Linked DNA regions of Manis pentadactyla: region 1 is linked to region 2. A link is a contact called in public Hi-C data. All regions are on one chromosome and are shown on one strand. Each heading gives the region's core, a stretch centred on a gene start, on an enhancer-like site or on the middle of the called end of the contact. The rest is flanking DNA. Distances are from core to core; before and after follow the strand shown.

Evidence for each region. Hi-C and Micro-C count contacts between places; a contact is called where the count stands out from the background.
Region 1: a contact with region 2 is called in a Hi-C map of fibroblasts, with 5 times the contacts expected there. The contact joins the promoter of IRX5 here to the promoter of IRX3 in region 2. A contact is called at or near these places in 2 of 3 Hi-C or Micro-C datasets (fibroblasts and skin fibroblasts).

The regions. Positions count from the first base shown.
Region 1 is chr15:44,068,438-44,071,414 of mManPen7.hap1, reverse strand. It overlaps IRX5 (iroquois homeobox 5), which reads right to left and starts at 1,467. Exons shown (of 4, transcript XM_036881016.2): 1 at 758-1,467. The coding sequence starts at 1,006. LOC118910147 (a long non-coding RNA gene) reads left to right here and starts at 2,847. Exons shown (of 4, transcript XR_005023850.2): 1 at 2,847-2,977.
Region 2 is chr15:43,505,513-43,508,212 of mManPen7.hap1, reverse strand. IRX3 (iroquois homeobox 3) reads left to right here and starts at 1,282. Exons shown (of 4, transcript XM_036881033.2): 1 at 1,282-2,273; 2 at 2,433-2,700. The coding sequence starts at 2,004.

The DNA.
Region 1 (2,977 bases), core at 218-2,717, 560 kb before region 2:
TTCTGCCACCGGGGACAGGCCCTCCACCCGGAGAGAGGCCTAGGCAACGGCGGCGACTCTGCGCTTGGCGCCCTGGTGGCTGCACGTTAGGCACAAGGGGGGAGAACAAGGGAAATCAAGGCATTCTCCCCAACCCCCAAAGAAAGGCAAACCCAAAGCCAAGCTTTGCCCTGGCACGTCCACCCCTTCAAAAATGTCACCCCAAACCAAATCTACGGCGCTTTTCCTGAAAGTGCACCCGGCCGAAAAATCCCGGATACACCGCAGCTCCGCCGACTTTTCAGAAATGTAATACCTCCAAATCGGATTGCGAAGATAGGATTACGGATTTGTAACATTTTGGAGGACTAATTAAAGGTGAGGCCAAACACATTTACATACTTAGCACTCTTCTACTCGGATTTCAGGTCTATTTCTTTTGAGCTACTTTTCCAATATGGCAAAACCAAGAAAATAAAATGAGATAAAATTTGCAGGGCGGCCTGTAGCTCACGTTTGAACCAAATGCTGCGACCTCTCCCTGAAAAACCCCTTTTCCGCCAGCTCAGTGATTTGAGCAAGACGAGGCTCTCCTCTACTAGCAACTGCTGAGCCCGAAGCCAGGCGAAGCCGAGCAAGACAATCGCCCAAGTTTGCAGAGACCTCCAAGCTTGGCGGGGGCTGTTCGCGGAGGCGCCGAGGCCCGTGGGCCCCGCAGTCCCCTCCGGCCCCGTGCGGTCGCTGCTGCCTTCTCCCGCCACGGCCCCAGCTCACTCACCACATACGAAGAGAAGGCGGCGGCCGCCGCCGCCGCGGGGTCTGCGCCGTACTGGAGGTGCGAGTTGTAGCCCGGCGAGGGCGCCGTGAAGGCGGTGGAGCCGGCGTAGGGCGAGAACGCTGAGCCCGACGACGAGCGGCCGAGCTCATCCGTACGGGGCCCCGAGATGACGCTGGTGCTGTACGCCGGGCACGAGTAGAGCGCCAGCGAGGCGGACGGCTGGTACAAGTAGCCCTGCGGGTAGGACATGGCCACACACGGGCATGGGGCGCGCCGCGCCGCGGCCGCCAACGAGCCGGGCGGCGCCCTGCGAGGGCGAGCGGGCGGGCACCTGGCCTCCGGCTGCCCTGGGCCGCCGCTCCTCGGGTCCCGGCTCCCGGGCTCGGGCCCGCTGCGCCTCCTCGCTGGCTTTCCGCGCCTCCGGCTGAGACTGCCAAGCCCACTCCTCTGCGCGTCTCGCTCTCCCCGGCTAGGTTTTCCCCCCTCCCTTGCTGCTTTCTCTTTTTCCCCCTCGCTCTTTGCACTGGGGGGCTCTGCTTTTGGCTTCGCAAAGGTCCTGCCAAGATGCTAAGTTGGAAATTGAGGATTCTGACGCCTTGTGCGCGCCTGAAGCTCCTCCTTCCCGGGGTGTAGTCGGTGGGAGGACTGGCAGGAGCCTCTGGGCGGCCACAGCCAACCCAGCCGCCAGGCGCGCCTCGCCCCCTCCCTCTTCCTCCCCGGCTCCCTCTCCCGCTCGCAGGCGCTCCCCTCGCCCCTCCCTCGCGCCCGCCTCTCCTCCGCGGCCCTCCTCTCTCCCCGCTCCTTCTCTTCTCCCTCCTCTCCTCTTCCCCCCGCCCCCCCGCCCCCCCCGCCTCCTCTCTCTCTCTCTCCGACTCTCGAGCGCCGGCCCCAGGATGACAATCACATCCCCGACGATCTCTTCCAACTTTCCTTCCCTGCTAAGTCGAGGTGCAACCGAGGTTCCGACGCAAGACGGGCCCAGGTGGCGGATCCGGCAGCGCGGGAGCACAAAGGGAACGAGGCCGCGTATTGAGCGCCGGCGAACTCTCTGCTCTGCCCTCGCCACAGTAAATCGCGAAGTTAGCGGATTTCTTGTTTTCCAGGAGGCCGGGCTCCGAGGTGGTTCGCTGCCCACCCGTCCCTAGCTTCTCCCCAAGTCAGCGGGCCCAATAACTAGTTGGAGACCCGGAGTGAAAGTCCCTGGGAGAGCTGGATGGATGCCCGCCCGCGTTCGGGGCGCAGGGAGTCCGAGATGACTGTCCCTTTCCGCCAGCAGCAGCAGGTGGGATAGAGGCAGGCCTAGGACAGCTGTACTTCTCCCGCCCGGCCTTCCTTCCGCCAATTCCGGCCAGACGGCGAAGGAGACACGCGGGACCCGGGACTATGTGGGTAGCCCTTCTGTACACGAGAGGTAGTGGGCAAGAACTGTCAGACGGAGAAGCAGCTACATAGGAGTCGGTTTCAGGACCTCAGCACACACTCTCCCGCCCCCACCGTGCCTCGCTGCCTCCTTCTAGAGGCTTTGCAGCCCCAGCTCGCATCACCAGACCAGCGATGGTGGTGCGGGTTTTTTTGCCCTTCGCAGGCACGCTCGCACCCGCCCACCCTCCTCTGCAAACATTCGTAAGAGCTGTGCCCAATCCAATCACTGTTTGTTCAGCGAGGCGCTGGCAAGGCAAACACACACAACTGAGTCACAGGCAAAGCCCAGGCCACGACGGCCACACGGAATACAAAACAGATCCTCCGCCTGTCTCCTCACTACGCGCCGCCACAAGCCACAGACGCACTCGAACGCTGCGACAGACAGGGGCGCTGGTGAACCAGGACTGGGGCTGGCACAATGTTGGGCACTCTGCTGGAGCTCAGTATATCAGAAACTTTCTGGCTTTTTATAATGGGGTCACACGCAAGCGGAAGCACTACTGGTCCATATAGTTCCCTTCAATGACTTTGCCAGGCGAGATATATTTTATTTCCTGAACTCCAGCCGCGGCACACAAACCCACTCAGCACACTCGCACATTCTCCGCAGCCGGACTTCACGCACGCGCGCTAACTCCTCCTCTCCGTCAGCTCCAGAGGCTCCGCCCTTCAAGCAGACCTTCTCCGACCGCCGCTCAGCCCAGCCCTATGCCTTCTTGCCTTCACCTCTAATTGGATGCTGGCCTCCATTGGCTCCGCCCTTCGGTGACGCAAGCCAACTTCCCTCCGATTCAC
Region 2 (2,700 bases), core at 33-2,532:
TGAGGATGGGGTCAGAACTGGATGCTCCGGAGAGCTCATTCCCAAACTGGGCTCCTTGGAGCCTCAGACTAGAGACAGCTGGGGCGGAGATTCTCTGGTGGAATTCGGATTCAATTCCTCTATCAGTCGGCGCGCAGAGGCCGGTTTCCGCCCGGACCGGGGCTGGCAACTCCACAGCAGTCACCGCCCCCCTGTTGTCCCTGGAGCGCCCCCGCAGCAGGCCTGGCCTGTGAATCGGTGGCAGCCGCGGCCTAAAGCTTTTAGCCAGGAGCCGCCGCAATTCCGGGAATTTCAATCCCGCTTGCGGCTGCATGCCCTAATCCGTGAAGGTGGGCGCCCGGCTACTGGGATTTCAGGTTTGGTTTAGGAAATATCCCACTATAAAACTGAAAGTCTTGCCTCCCACTCCTTCCAGAGAGCGGGGGAAGATCCTTGGAGAAAGAAAACAGGTTGGCGCGGAAACGGGAGAGCAGAGGAAGGGGTAGCGAAACGAAGAGCCTCTATAGACCGAAAACTCCAATATGCAAACTTCTCCAAGCGCTCTCCGCAAATTCCCGGAACCTCCGCCACCCGGGTCCCTGCTTCTCCCCCCTCGCACGCCAGTTTGGGGCGCCAGCGGGCTCCACTTTCATGTTGCCCCTCCCCAGGAGCCCCACCACCACCACCACACCGAGGCGTCCACCCTTCGGCCTCCCGCCGAGCCCGCCATTTCTATTTAGGGATTCGCACTCGGACCCTGAGGCAGCGTTATTGCGGCTAATTTCAGGGTTTGCAACTCTTGGGTGAGGGGCTGCTTCGAGTCCCCGCGCAATGAGATAGACTTCGAAGACTCGACTAGAACGCACCCTCGCTCATCCCCTGCGCACCCTCCTAGCTCCCTCCCCACGCCGCTGAGAGTGGCCCGGAGTCAAGAGGTGCGACTTAAAAGGGGGCTCGGGCGGAGGGAAGCCTCAACGCCTGTCCTGGACCAAGGTCTGGTCCCGACCCAGGCCCCGCGCCGGGGCGGGGGAGGGGAGGAGGGGCGAGCTGACCCAGTACTAACCCCTATCCCCGCGCCTCTCGCTCCCCCTCCCGGCGCAGGCCGGAGGGGGCGGGAAGGGACTCAGAGAGCCCGGCCTCCCGCCCCCGCCCGGCGCGCAGTATCCTCGGGGGTGGACGGCCTCGCCTGTAAGGCGCCCCGGCGATTGGAGACTCAGGGAGGACACGCAAGGAAAAGTCGAATAAGAGGGCGCAACGTCAGACCCGAGATTTGGGGAAGGGCGAGGGAATGGGTGAGGGCGGGACGGACGCACAGACACAGTTACGGACGCACGCCCCCCGCACAGCACCCTAAGTGTGCACAAGTTTAGGCCGCCTTAGCCCTGAGCGCCGAGGCTGGGGTGAGGGGAGAGTTGTGTTAAGTGAGAAAGACGTAAAAACGGAGAGAAGAAAGAGTGAAGGCAACAAAAAGGGGAGGAAAAGGAATAGTGAGAAAGGGAAAGAGAAGGCGAGAGAAGAGTTCCCTAGTGTCCGAGAGAGTGAAAGAGCCCGAAAGAGCGGAAGCGATCCAGGGGGGAAGAGGAGCTCAGAGGGGGAGGGGAGAGGAAGGGCGAGGAGGGGGAGTGAAAACTAGAGGAGGACGAAGGAAGCGAGGCGCGACACTGCTCGGGGAGAGGAGGGCAGAGAGGAAGGAGGTGCGGGCAGAAGCTGCTCCGGCTGCGAAGAGGAGGGAGCGCGGCGCAGAGAGGAGGGGCTTGCGGGCCCGTAGCAATGTCAATCAGAGCCCGGAGCACCGGGAATCTCCGCCAATCTGTTCGGACCTGACCTGGCTCCTCGCCGCCGCCGCCGCCGCCGCCGCCGCCGCGGAGCAGATCAATAGGCGAAAGCGGAGCGCAGCGCAGCGCGGGAGGCAGCGCGGCCCTAGCCCGGCCCAGCCCCCGATGCGCGCCGGAGCCCGCGGGCGGCGCTGAGCAGGGCGGCCCTGGGGGCCGGGCCCCCTCTCCGTCCTAGCCCCGCGGGCCACCATGTCCTTCCCGCAGCTCGGATACCAGTACATCCGCCCGCTCTACCCACCCGATCGCCCGGGAACTGCCGGAGGCGGCGGCGGCAGCGCTGGGGCCCGGGGCGGCCCGGGAGCCGGAGCCTCGGAGCTGGCCGCCTCGGGGTCCCTGTCTAACGTGCTCTCGTCGGTATACGGGGCGCCCTACGCCGCGGCGGCAGCAGCCGCGGCCGCCGCACAAGGCTACGGCGCTTTCCTTCCTTACGCCGCGGAGCTGCCCATCTTCCCGCAGCTGGTAAGCGCCCGGGGAGCTCGGTATGGGGGGGGGTTGGAGATGGGGTGAGCGCGCGGAAGTGGACTAGCCGGGTCCTGGCGGGGAGCGTGGAGGCAGCGACGGCTAGGGCTCATCCACGCTCCCTCCGCGCGTGTCCCTTCCTTCTCCATGTGCGTACAGGGCGCGCAATATGAGCTGAAGGACAGCCCCGGGGTGCAGCATCCGGCCGCGGCCGCCGCGTTTCCGCACCCGCATCCCGCCTTCTACCCTTATGGCCAGTACCAGTTCGGGGACCCGTCCCGTCCCAAGAACGCCACCCGGGAGAGCACTAGCACGCTCAAGGCCTGGCTCAACGAGCACCGCAAGAACCCCTACCCCACCAAGGGCGAGAAGATCATGCTGGCCATCATCACCAAGATGACCCTCACCCAGGTGTCCACCTGGTTCG